Linked DNA regions of Sus scrofa: region 1 is linked to region 2. The links are chromatin contacts, called in public HiChIP or PLAC-seq maps. All regions are on one chromosome and are shown on one strand. Each heading gives the region's core, a stretch centred on a gene start, on an enhancer-like site or on the middle of the called end of the contact. The rest is flanking DNA. Distances are from core to core; before and after follow the strand shown.

Region 1 (6,261 bases), core at 1,136-3,635, 190 kb before region 2:
TGCACATATGCCTTGAAAGCCTTTTCTCAAAGACAACCTGTGACTTCTTGGTCTGTTGTGGAGTAAGGCACAGAACTTCTCTAATGTAAGGTTTAATTTAGGAAATACCCACTTAAAATTATGATTTCTTCAAATTCTACGAGCTGTAAGTTCGTACTGAAGGGATTTTTGCAGCTCTGATTTGAACCCTAGCCTGGGAACTTCTATATACCACATGTGTATCCCTAAAAAAGCAAAAAGCAAAAAAAAAAAAAAAAAAAAAAAAAGAACCACTTGTGGAGTTCCAAGGTGAAATGATTTCTTTTCTTTTTCTTTTTAGGGCCACACCTGCAGCACGTGAAAGGTCCCAGGCTAGGGGTTGAACAGGAGCTGTAGCCACCAACCTATGCCACAGCCACAGCAACATGGCGTCCAAGCCACATCTGCCACCTACATCACAGCTCACCACAACGTGGATCCTTAACCCACTGAGCGAGCCTAGGGATTGAACTCGCATCCTCATGGACACTGTGTGTTGCGTTCTTAATCTGTCGAGCCACAATGGGAACTCCAAAATACATTTCTTTTTCTTTTTTTTTTCCTTTTGGCCCTCCTGTGGCATATGGAGTTCCGGGCCAGGGATCACATCTGAGCCACAGTTTCGACCTAAGCCGCAGCTGAGACACTGTCAGATCTCTAACCCACTGTGCCGGGCCGGGGATGGAACCTGCGTCCCAACGCCCCCAAGACGCCGCCAATTCAGTTGTGCAACAGTGTAAACTCCTCCGTTGGCATTATTATGGGTTTACTTGAGGCACTATCTTCCCCAGTTTTTTGTAGACCCTTCCAGGGAGACGTATTTGGCTGCCGGGAGAGGCCGGCCGCTGTCAATCAACAGGGCGCCCTTTGCAAAGCCAGGATGCCTCCCCTCGCGGGGTCAGCTGGGGCTGTCCAGAGACTCTGCCTTGCACCTGCTCGCATGGCCACTAGATGGCACTGTTAGAACTGGAGAAAAGAGGCTGCTTCCCCTGAAACCGTTTTCCCCGTTCTAATCCTCTCCAAACTGTCATTTCCACCCATCTCCTTCCAAACAGAACAGAACGGAATCCTTTCATAGCCTGTTCCAGGGGCTATGCCCCCCACCCCGTCCATTCCTGGCTGCGTGCAAAAAGATTAGTGGCCCCCTCTGCCCTCTTTCCTGCCTTCATGCTGCCAATCCTTGCATCCTATTTTCGTATCTTTATCATTCTGTGTGTTGTGGGGGCCTCTAGGGTTCGGGGCAAATTATGGGAGGAGAAAGGGCAGTGAAAAACTTCTAAGGAAATGGGGACCTAAGAGAGAAAGCAGAAGTGCCTGCATTCCTTCTGGCCGCATGACTTGTGTTCCAGAAGAAAGAAGAAACCAGTGCTGCGTGCAAGGAGGCTGCGTGGAGAGGGGTCACTGGAGGTGGGGGCGGGGGGGGGGAAGGGAGGAATGTGCAGAGCGCAGGAAACGGGCTCCCGGGTGGCGGAATCTTGGCATCAGTTTGCGTGGCTTAAAGGCTTTCTGTTCTTGGCTTCCCAGCTGCCGCTGCGTCAAATCCCCCTGTACCGGGTCAAGGGTGGGAGGGGGCGTGGTCCTGGACGACACTCGCTTCATCCGCTGCTTTTGGCCTCTGGTTTTCAGCTCTGGCTGCCTCTTTCTCTGCTTGGGAGATGTGAATGCAGGGCAGACTAGAACATCAGGAGCTGGAGAGCTGAAAGCACAGCCGCCCGCCTCCCTTACACCCCGACCTCAGATTCCCCAGGCTGCCCACCACTGCCGCAGCTCCTTCTTCCAAAGGCAGGAGAAAAACGGCACCTCTTGGGAGGAATGCCCTGTGAGAAAAGCATTTTCCTGGGAGCTCCCATTGTGGCTCAGTGGGTTAAGAACCGGTTAGTATCCATGAGGATGCAGGTTCAATCCTTGGCCTCCATCAGTGGGTTAAAGATCTGGCATTGCTGTGAGCTGTGGTGTAGGTCACAGATGTGGCTCCAATCCTGAGTTGTTGTAGCTGTGGCATAGGCCGGCCGCCAAAGCTCTGATTCAACCCCTAGCCCAGAAACTTCCATGTGCTGCAGGTGCGGTCCGAAAAAAGAAAAAAAGAAAAAGAAAATAAAAAGGAAAGCATTTTCCCCTAACAATGGCCAGGAAATACTGTCTTAACTGATATTCTCTAGGATGAGGATGTGTGCTGCCCTCTTGGCAGAGCCATTTGAAGGTTTATTCAACCACTCAAACGCCCAGGAGACACAGTTCCCAACCTCCCAGAGGCCCACACAACACACACACACACACACACACACACACACACACACCACACACGCACGGGGTTGGCCAACCCTGACTTTGAATGGGGACTGGGCCAGCTCGCCCAGCCCGCCTGCAGGCAGGAGGTCACTCTGCTGACTCAGGCCCAGGCTGGGGCAGGTGCCTGCCTTCAACCCTTGAGTTACATCAGGCTTTTCATCTTCAAAGGGCCTTCCCCGGATTAACCCATTAGTCACCCCCAGGAAAGCCACGGAGCAGGTTATTCTCATCCTCATTAAGGCCGTGGTGGGGTGGGGGGAGGCGTGAGGCCCCGCCCCAGGCCAGGGAGAGCTTGGCGTTGGGTGCAGGGGGGCAGCGTCCCTGGGCGACGTCTCTGCTCGGTCAGGAGGCTGGAGCTCCTGACCAGGCAGCAGCAGGCAGAGCCATGGAGGGGCGAGGGGAGGAGGTTGGAGAGTCTCGGAGATGCAGGCACTTTGACACAGGCTCACCCACTGCGGCTCCACCATCTGCTCCAAGCAGTTCAGAACCCGATGATGTTGATGGGACTCCAACAACCCTACCTTCCAAGCCATCCAGGGATTCGAGAAAGGCGCCTTGGAACACTTCCTGCGTCTGCAGGAGGAGTTCCAATGAATAAAAATGATAAAGTACTGGTCACTAAAGCACCTTGCAGATCAAAAGTGTGATGTGGATGCTGAGAAGGGCGAGGCCCCACATCCCTCCAGGTCATGCTGTGCCGTGGGTTTGTCTTCCTGCTGGGGGAACGATGCAGAAGGTTAGAGAGTTTTAGGAGGTAAGTCTGTGCCCTGGTGACAGAATGAGGAGCAGAAGCACCTTCTGGAAGCCAGACAGCAGAGCAATCCTCTCAGTCAACCTTGTCTGCAGCTGCTTCTTATAAATTTGGCATAAATATGTGCTTGGGAACGCCAGGGCGGCGTATCTGGAAAATATTTTCTACCATTCGAAAACACACACACACACACACACACACACACACACACACACACACGCCTGGAAAGGAAAAAAAACCATAACAGAAATTGTGCATAATACAGAGTGGCTTCACTTGTGGTTTTTTTCCATTACTTCCTCAGTTCATTTTTCTGCTGCCAATTTTAGAAGGCCATAAGTCACAGTTGTTGTTAAACTTTGTCAGTTAAAATGTAACTCTAAGAACAAGTCATGAGACGTTGGAGCCAAGTGGCTTTTTGGAGAGCAGGGCTGGTGGGAGGCAGCCTGTCTCCGCTTCTCAGGTCTTCTGTGCTGTGTGTTAACAGTCGTGCCCATAAGGCAGTCCTGGCCCCCTCGGGCCCAAGTTCTGTCACCGCTCCCAAGGGCCACCTATCAGAGGAAATGAGGCTTTTCAGCGTTGGCTCTGTGTGACTCAGGGACACAATGCCCCCACACCAGTGCACCGCTTTTCTTTCTCTTAGAAGGGACTGGAGTCACTTTTCTCATACACGTCCACCCAGCAGAACCAGAAATCAGGAGGCAGGGAGTTCCTGTTGTGGCTCAGTGGTAATGAACCCGACTAGGATCCATGAGAATGTGGGTTTGATCCCTGGCCTCGCTCAGTGGGTTAAGGATCCGGCATTGCCCTGAACTGCGGTGTAGGTTGCAGACGTGGCTCAGATCCCATGTTGCTGTGGCTGTGGTGTAGGCTGGTGGCTACAGCTCCGATTCGACCCCTAGCCTGGGAACCTCCATATGCCATGGGTGCAGTTCTAAAGAGAAAAAAAAAAGAAAGAAGAAATAAGGAGGCAAAGAGAAGGGCCTGGTTGGCTGAGGCCAGGACTGCCCAGTGCCCTCACATCTCCTTGGAGGAGCTGCAGAGTCTGGGGTGGGTACCTCTGTGCCATAGGCAGCTGGACTGTGCCGGGCTGGGAGCCTTCGAGGGCAGGACCCTGAGCTTCCCCAGCAGTGCTGGCAGTGAAGGCAAGGCCAGGGAGGCAATAGCGCTTACAGAGACTTGTGCGTAAAAGTGGAATAAAAGACAAAACCCCAGATGAGCCTTCAGTGAGGTGAGGCAGCGGGAAGGGCTCCAGCTTCACACGGTCCCCATCTTTTGTGTCTCCTTCTGCCCCTCTTGCTTTTCCTCAGTCCCTCTGTCACAGAAGCCACCTTGTGGTCTCAGAGCAGGGGAAGCCAGGACGTGTGTGTGTGTGTGCGGTGGGGGGGGGGCTTTCTCAGCAGCCTGGCCACTAAACCTTGAGCCTGAGGCCCCTAAACCCCTCGTGAGGACACCAGGATCGGGACCATTGCTCTGAAAAACCAGATCACTGATTTAAGCCTGGAGCCCAGCAGGGACGTTATGGGTTGGACCGCCGGGTCTGATGCCAGGCTGCCTTCGGGATAAAGCACAGTTCTCCTTGTGTCCATCTATCACAAGCGAACAAGAGTGCCGGCCCCCATCTGCTCCCCAGGGGCCCACGCCCTGCCCGGGTGGCACAGAACCTTGGAGCAAGGGCGGAGCCGGGATGCTGGGGTGGCTGCGCATCTCTTGCGCCTTCTTTCCTCCTTTAGGGTTGGAGTTTTGGGTTCACCCATTCATTCCTTCACTCCTCTGGCAAATACACAGGCCAGAGCGACCGTGTTCACAGCTCTGTGCTGGCCCTGCAGACACTGGTGAAGTCAGTCCCTGTCCTCATGGAGTTTCCATCCAAGTGGGGCAGATGGACAGACGGACTTGGGCCTTTTGCACAGGATGCCGACTACAGCCCTGAAGAGACACCCAGGGGAAGATGCTTAGTCTGGGGCAGAGGGTGGGAGGCCCTTGGACTTGCTGTTACCCTTCCAGAACCTTCCCCGTGGGACGGGCACAGCGCCTCTGCTGCGTGGGGTTGCCAGGAGACGCAGGTGGAATAATCCTTGTGAAAAGCACTTGGATAAGTATTGGCTGTTCCCATAACTCTCTCCTGGGTCCCTAATTATCAGTCACCAGATCAATTTTCTGCCTTCTTCTTTGGATGAACTGATTTAATCGTTCAACTTTGCAAACCACCGGCCTGCAAGACAATTCTGGGGACCTGCTCTCAGCTCTTTCAACACCGCCTCGTTGCTGAATCCGGTTTCCCCACCGATGGCCTATAAAGAGCCTGGGTGGGGGCCAAGCTCCCTCTGCTCTGCGCCCCACGTGTCCTGTGGCCCTGAGCACGCTCCCTCCCGCCCAGCCCCAGCCTCTCAATGCTCTGTCTACGGAGAAATAGTTAAGACTCAGGAAATGAACTCACATTTTTTCCCCTTCCCCTCCTTTTCCAAAACACTGCAGCCTTCCTGGAAGAAAGCAAACAAAACAAGTGTGACTATTTGAAAAATTATTGGAAAACCCATTCTGAACATTGTGGCTTTGAACAGCTCTCTTGGGCGGATGTGTCGCCTTGAGTTTCCTTCTCTCCCCAGCTCATGGTGTGAATGTGGGGAGGGCGGGGTGGGGGGGGCAGTCCGTCTCCTTGAAAGAGGAGCTGGCGACGCCCTGTGAACTGTCCCCCTAAACACCCGTGTGCACCTCACATGTGCGGACGCCAAGCTGAGGGCACACGCGTGTGAGACCCATGTCCACCATGGTCTGCCCGCTCCCAAAGTGTGCACGGCTTCTGCCGGGCACAGAGATCACTGTTTTGGGTTTCTAGGTGTTGCTGGTGGTGGTATAAATAACATCGTGGGCTGTATGGAGATTGAAGGCGGAGCCCGTGCATTCCGGCCATCTGGGCAGGATGCTTTTCCTTGGATGAGAGAAAAACCTGTGCTGTGTTTCAGCTGGAACGCTGCCTCCCAATTAAGGTGACAGCAGATGCTGAAAGGCTCTGTCTTTGCAGGAAGAAGAGGCTTCGTTCTCCAGGCTGGCTGGGGAGAGGTGGCGGGGTAGGGGGTGGGGTGGGGGGAGAAAGCCTTTCAGCTGCTCAGGTGTGGACAGGAAGGCGCTCGGGTCCAGAGAGCCACCTGGAGGTGGTCACCGGTGTGGCGGGCTCAGCTCAGGTCTTCCATCTCGGGCAG
Region 2 (6,353 bases), core at 937-3,436:
GTGGTACTGGGTCCTCAGGGCCTGCATACATAACCAACAACATAATTCATAGAATCTAGTGAAAAATAGAACTGCAGGGATCCTTGCTCAATAGTTATTAAAATTTTCAAGTGAGTGACAGCAGAGCATTGGACCAAGAGCTTGCCTCCATGAAATCTGTTATTTCTACATAAATAAATTCTTATGACTAAGCCTAGGCATGATCTGTGACTTAGCCTTCATTTGTTTCTTAGCTATTTTTAACTTGCAAACCAAGATTATTCTATCTCTCTCAGTGCTTTGAAATCTTCCACTGACCTCTGGTTTCTGTTGTTGCTATCAAAAAGTCTGCTGTCAGAGCTTCCTGGTGGCTCAGTGGGTTAAGGATCTTTGTCATTGCTGTGGTGTGGGTTCCATCCCTGGCCCTGGAACTTCCCCATGCCGTGGGTACAGCCCCCCCCGAAAGTCTCCTGTCAGGTTAACTCTTGTTTCTGTTGTCAAACTATTTTCCCCACTGATTTATTTTGCCTTTGGCAGTTTTTTCTTACAATGTATCTATTTTTATGTATCTTGTTTTGACCTAATTTTGCTTCCTGGATCTGATTTTCATCCCATTTTAGAAAATTCCCAGCCACTACCTTTTAAAATATTACCTCTTGCCCTGTTTTTTTTCTCTCTGGAGGTCCAGTGTGGTAGATGCTAGAACTTTTCATGTCTTCTTTTCATTTTTAAAACCACTTTATCTTTGGGTGCTGCACTCTAGGTAATCTCCTTCCAAATAATTTTCTGGATCTCCAATTCTCTCTTCAGCTGTCTCATCTGATCTTTAAACCCACTGGCTGAGCTTTTTCTTTTAATGATACACATTTCATTTCTAGACTTATATTTAGTCTTTTTTTCAAATATATTTGGTCTTTGAAAAAGAGTCTGATAGTATTATTCATAATTTTGACTTCTCCTTTTGCATTTTAATTATCTTGACCATATTTTTTTTTCTTGATAGTTTCATTATCTGATGTTCTTGGGGAGCCTGTGGTTCAATATCCATGTCGCCTATTGTGTGTGTTACTTTGGTTCTGTGTGGACTCTTGCTCTTGTCTCCTAAAGCATTTTAAAGCATTTTATAGTTTTTGACTGTGAGCTCCTAATTTTAAAAAATGCTCACTCTCAGGATCTTGTGTGGCCGAGGTTGAGGATCTGTTTCTATAGAGAAGTTTTTCAATTTCTTTAGCAACTTCCCCTATGATATTATGAGATTAGAACTCTTTTTATGTTACTTAATTGATTTCTAGACCATGCAGGTGAATACATTTAAATTCAAACCTGTGTGAAGTGTGGCCTGTGGTTATGAAACTCAAGGTGACTTTTTTTCCCTGCCAGAGCTCCAAGTGCCCAGACAGCCAAAGTGTCAGCACCTGCCCTGCTGTTCAGCCTGCTCTGGTCTCAGGGATTTCCTTTGCTGATCTCAGCTGTGCTATTAAAACTGTGTTTGTTATTTTTGTAGGCATATCTAGGTATTTTGTGGCCGGAGGTTTTTCAGATTCTCCTTTATGATATTGCTACAAATGATAGTTCCTGTCATTCTGCATTTCTGAGCTCAGAAAAAGCCTTCTCACTATGGATTACATATTTTGAGATCTCTTTCGATGTTAGAAACATCTTTTGGAGGAGGCCAGGAGCCCTGACTAAATTCATGGCAGTTCTGTTGTGCTGATCAGAAAGTACTCCTCCTTTTTATATATGGCTGTTAGTTAGATGAGACTTTGATTTTGTTCTGCAAAAGAAAACAGCTAATGTACTCTTTGCTAAAAATGACTGGCGTGCACAAATGGCTGGATTTATTTAGAAGGAACATGTGAGATGTTTAAACAGATCTTGGGAATTTGAGGACGCTGGGAGGGTTGCTCAGCACTGAAGGGAAAACAGAGGGAGAAAGGCATTTCACATCCCTGGGCCACGCTTGTGCTCTAGCTTCAAAAAATGCAAGGATTTCTCTCTGTGCTTCCTTCCTTTTGTCATTGAATTTTCTGCCCCTTAATGATCTGCTTTACAGAAAATGAGAAAGTCTTTGCCCAAAGAAGCTCCAGAGAAGTGAAGTCAGATTACTGTAAAAGGCTTTGCGGCTGAGTCAGCAGGGAGGGCAGCTGGAGATCATTTCCTGTCTCAGCCTGGAGAAGGGCGCTACCCAGGAAAGGGATGTCTGAGCTGGAAGGACTCTAGTTGGTTCCTGAACCTCTCCAGGGACCTGCAAGGCTCACTGCATGGACTGTTCTGATAGCCAGACAGGAAAAATATAGCCCTGCGGACCAGGAAGGAAATTCATTCATTTGTTCATTCATTCATCACTCTTACTTCCTATTAAAGTGAGGGGGGGTGTCTGGGGAATTTAGGCAGGAAACTTTCAATATGAATAGATATATGCACTTAACTTTTGTTGTTGTTGTTGCGTGTTTTGCTTTTACTATTTTTAGAAACATTTATCGAAGTACAGTTAATTTTTTTATTGTTGCTTTTTGGTTTGAAAACCTTATTTGCTCTGAAGGCAAAACACTTAATGATGCTCAGTGGTTTTGTTGTTACTATTCTGTGAATGTGTTTTTTAGAAAAAAAGATGGTTCAGTGGCATGGCCTTTGCCAATGAGGGAATTCTGGGCCTATTCGTTCATTCATTTTTTTCCATTCAAATAGTATTTATCCAGCATTATGCTATGTAAGGCTTTGTACTAGTGCTTTTGGTCTAAAAAGGCAAATTATAAATGGTCCCTGCCCTTGGGAATCTCAAAGTCTAATGCCTTGAAAAGAGGCCAGGGAGTTCCCTTTGTTCCTCAGCAGGTTGACTCGTATCCATGAGGTTGTGGGTTTGATCTTCGCCTCACTCAGTGGGTTAAGTATCCAGCGTTTTGTGTAGGTCACAGATGCAGCTTGGATCCTGCATTCCTGTGCATGCACAGAAAAGGCTAAATGAGACCAAATTACTCTTCAAATAATCTAAGCAGAGATTCACAACGAATAGTTCCATAGCTTTTATTATTATTATTATTATTATGGTGATAAAGGAGACATAACATAACAACCGTTTTAGCCATTTTTCAGGGACGTTTTCATTCACGTTATTGTGCAACTACCATCACCATCCATTTCTAGAACTTTGTCATCTTCCCAAACTGAAACTCTGTCCCCATGAGACACCAGCTCTCCCTTCTCATCCTGGCAACCACCATGCTGCTTTCTGTCTCTCTGAGCTGGACTCCTCGAGTTACCCCTACAAGTGGAATCATGCCACATGGGTCCTTTTGTGCCTGGTGCATCCATAACTTTTTTAATCGAAGGAAACAGGCTTTACAGAAACAAAAACCTCAGCCTTGTCCCTGACTGATTCACCACTTGACTGGGCCCAGGGTAAGACAGTCAACTTTTCCTAATGCCCTCAGCTCTACAATAGCTCAACTGCTTTATAATCTTTTTTTTTGGAAAAGTCCATCCCAGTGCGTGATATTAATCAGTTCATGTCTGCTGACATTTTTATAGTGCTTAGGAGGCTGCCGCTCCCTGGAGACTCCACACAGCATCCCTCCATGGGTGGCGGCACAGTGAGGTCAGAAGCTCACAGGTGGGCCAGCACCTTGGCTCTGCAGAAAGCCTGCTGCTTCCATAGGCTGCACGTTTCCCAGGGCTTTGAGTAGAGAGCCCCACTGTTCCCAAAGCCCAGCTGCCTGCCAGAAACCCAGGCCCTGCGGATGTCCCTGCCCTGCCCTCCTCCCCCTCATTGACGTGAACTCTGAGCCGGGCTGTTTAGCATCTTTCCTCTGGAGCCAATCAGACACCTGCCAAAGAGCGCCATCTTTTGTGTCCCTTGCTATATTTGAGATCTTTCATGCATTGGGAGTCCTCAGTGGGGTTAGAGAAAGACCTGAAGTCAGGAGGAGGACTGGGTCAAGTTTCCAATTGTATTTCTGGGGCAGTTGGATGTGAAGTGACATGTGTAATTTACAGTGGGCATGGTTTGATGCCATTTTCTTGGGGTTACTTTTTTTGCATATTCTTTTCCACAATGGTTCATCCCAGGATATTGAATATAGTTCCCTGTGCTCTGCAGTAGGATTTTGTGGTCTATCCGTTCTCTATATAATAGTTTGCATCTGCTCATCCCAACCTCCTGCTCCACCCCTCCCGCAATGGGGTCTGATATTTTTTTTTTTTTTTTTTTTTTTTTTTTTTTTGTCTTTTTGCTATTTCTTTGGGCCGCTCCCGCGGCATATGGAGGTTTCCAGGCTAGGGGTCGAATCAGAGCTGTAGCCACTGGCCTAGGCCAGAGCCACAGCAACTCGGGATCCGAGCCGCATCTGCAACCTACACCACAGCTCACGGCAACACCGGATCCTTAACCCACTGAGCAAGGGCAGGGACTGAACCCACAACCTCATGGTTCCTAGTCGGATTCGTTAACCACTGCGCCACGACGGGAACTCCGGGTCTGCTTCTTATTCCACCAGAATATAAGATCTACACAGGCTGGTCTGATCACTGTTGTATCCTTAGCCCAGAAGACAGCCTGGAACCAAGCATGAATATCTCCTCCAAGTAGGAGGAAACATCCCGTTGTCAGGATATTTGCTACATCAAGCAATACACAGAAAACAGTGTTATTAGAAACCAGAATATGAGACCATTAATAAATTCACTCATGCTACTTAATCAAGAAATATTCCCACCTATCTCTCTCTGACTGACTTCCTTTGGTCTGAGAATCTCTAGTTGCATCCATGTTGCTGCAAATGCCAGTATTTCCTTCTTTTTCATGGCTAAGTAGCACCTATATGTGGGATATAAAATATGGCACAAACGAACCCATATAGAAAACAGAAACAGACTCACGGACATAGAGAATAGACTTGTGGTTGCCAAGGGGGGGGGAGGGAGAGGGATGGACTGAGAGTTTGGGGTTAGCAGATGCAAACTATTACATTTAGAATTGGTAAGCAATGAGGACCTACTGTACAGCACAGGAAACCATGTCCAATCTCTTGGGCTGGATCATGATGGAAGGTAATATGAGAAAATGAGTGTATATATATGTATTACTGGATGACTTTGCTGTACAGCCGAAAATGGCACAACATTGTAAACCAACTATACTTTAATAAAAAAATACATAAAAAATAAAGACACCGGAGTTCCCTTCATGGATCAGTGGTACGAACCCGACTAGTAACTATAAGGACAGGGGTTCAATCCCTGGCTTTGCTCAGTGGGTTAAGGATATGGCGTTGCCATAAGCTGTGGTGTAGGTTGCAGACATGGCTTGGATCTGGCATTGCTGTGGCTGTGGCTGTGACAGGCAGCTCTAGCTCCAATTTGACCCCTAGCCTGGGAACTTCCAAATGCCTCAGGTGTGGCCCTAGAAAGACAAATAAATAAAGAATAAAAAAAAAAAAGATACATAACTTTAAAAAGGAAATATTCCTGCCTATTCTAACTCTTTCAAAAACTAAAATAGAAGGAAAAAAAAACTCATTCTCTTTAAAAAATTTAATGAGTTACTTTATCCTAAAATGATATTACTAATTACCTTTCTTCTTAACACATTTCATTTCATTTCTTAACACAATCTTACGGATGTGTCAATGAAACATAGAATCAAAAAAGGTACTTAATTGCTTGAGTTTTCAGGATGTTTATCTCTATTGGTTCTCTGGTGTAGTTAAATGCTAATATTGCCACGGAAAATTGATGCAACTTTGGTGAAGCAATTGCTGTAACAGCGCCTCTGTGTAACATTTCCTTGTATAGGATTTTGAAAAAAAAAAAAAAAAAAAAAAAAAAAAAAGCTTAGGTCTTGGAAAATATTAGAAAAGTGCCTCTCTGCTGCTTACCATATAAGCACACAGCTTTCATTCCCCAGTGGACTCTGATTGGTTTTGACTGGGCACTTCCTCATTTGTCCCTGAGGTTCGGGGCCTCACTTCTGTTTTCTGACCACTGGACAGCCCTGTTGTCTTCGTGGAAGTCAGGCAGTGGGAGGTGACAGGGTCCTCGCTCACTCCTGTGGCCCTCACCCTGATGCGAAGTCCGTCTCCAGCACCCTCCTCACAGATGGGGCCTTGGAAGCTGTGTGGTCCGGCAGAGCAGGGGTTAATGAACTGCTCAAAGATGGATCTTCCTTTCCACACGTTTCTCTCCCAGTGTCACTGGGGACCACTCAAACCCTCTCTCCTTGCTCCTTTCCCCTTCTTTGGAGGGTTATCAGTGCACACCCCACTGCGCTCAGCCGCAGGGCTGCGCAAGAAGGCAGCCCCTCCCACCAGGCCCACCCCTCGGTGGGGGCTCGTGTTGGGTTCCACTGAGCACCTCTGAGCTGGGTGCTGGAGGGGGAC

The links. HiChIP or PLAC-seq counts read pairs in DNA pulled down with a chosen protein or histone mark.
Region 1: a contact with region 2 is called in an H3K27ac HiChIP or PLAC-seq map of skeletal muscle. The contact joins two enhancer-like sites. A contact is called at or near these places in 3 of 47 Hi-C or Micro-C datasets (blood and embryonic fibroblasts) and 2 of 2 datasets of contacts at active chromatin or transcription factors (alveolar macrophages and skeletal muscle).

Annotation. Positions count from the first base shown.
Region 1 is chr14:56,152,851-56,159,111 of Sscrofa11.1, forward strand. No RefSeq gene overlaps it. Among named protein-coding and RNA genes, the nearest start is that of TOMM20, 43 kb to the left of the region's middle. Within about 2 kb of position 2,386, at least 54 of the 83 cell types and tissues checked have an H3K27ac peak or open chromatin away from gene starts, as enhancers often do. A contact at or near this core is called in alveolar macrophages and skeletal muscle, where this site is marked.
Region 2 is chr14:56,338,900-56,345,252 of Sscrofa11.1, forward strand. No RefSeq gene overlaps it. Among named protein-coding and RNA genes, the nearest start is that of IRF2BP2, 200 kb to the right of the region's middle. Within about 2 kb of position 2,187, at least 28 of the 83 cell types and tissues checked have an H3K27ac peak or open chromatin away from gene starts, as enhancers often do. A contact at or near this core is called in alveolar macrophages and skeletal muscle, where this site is marked.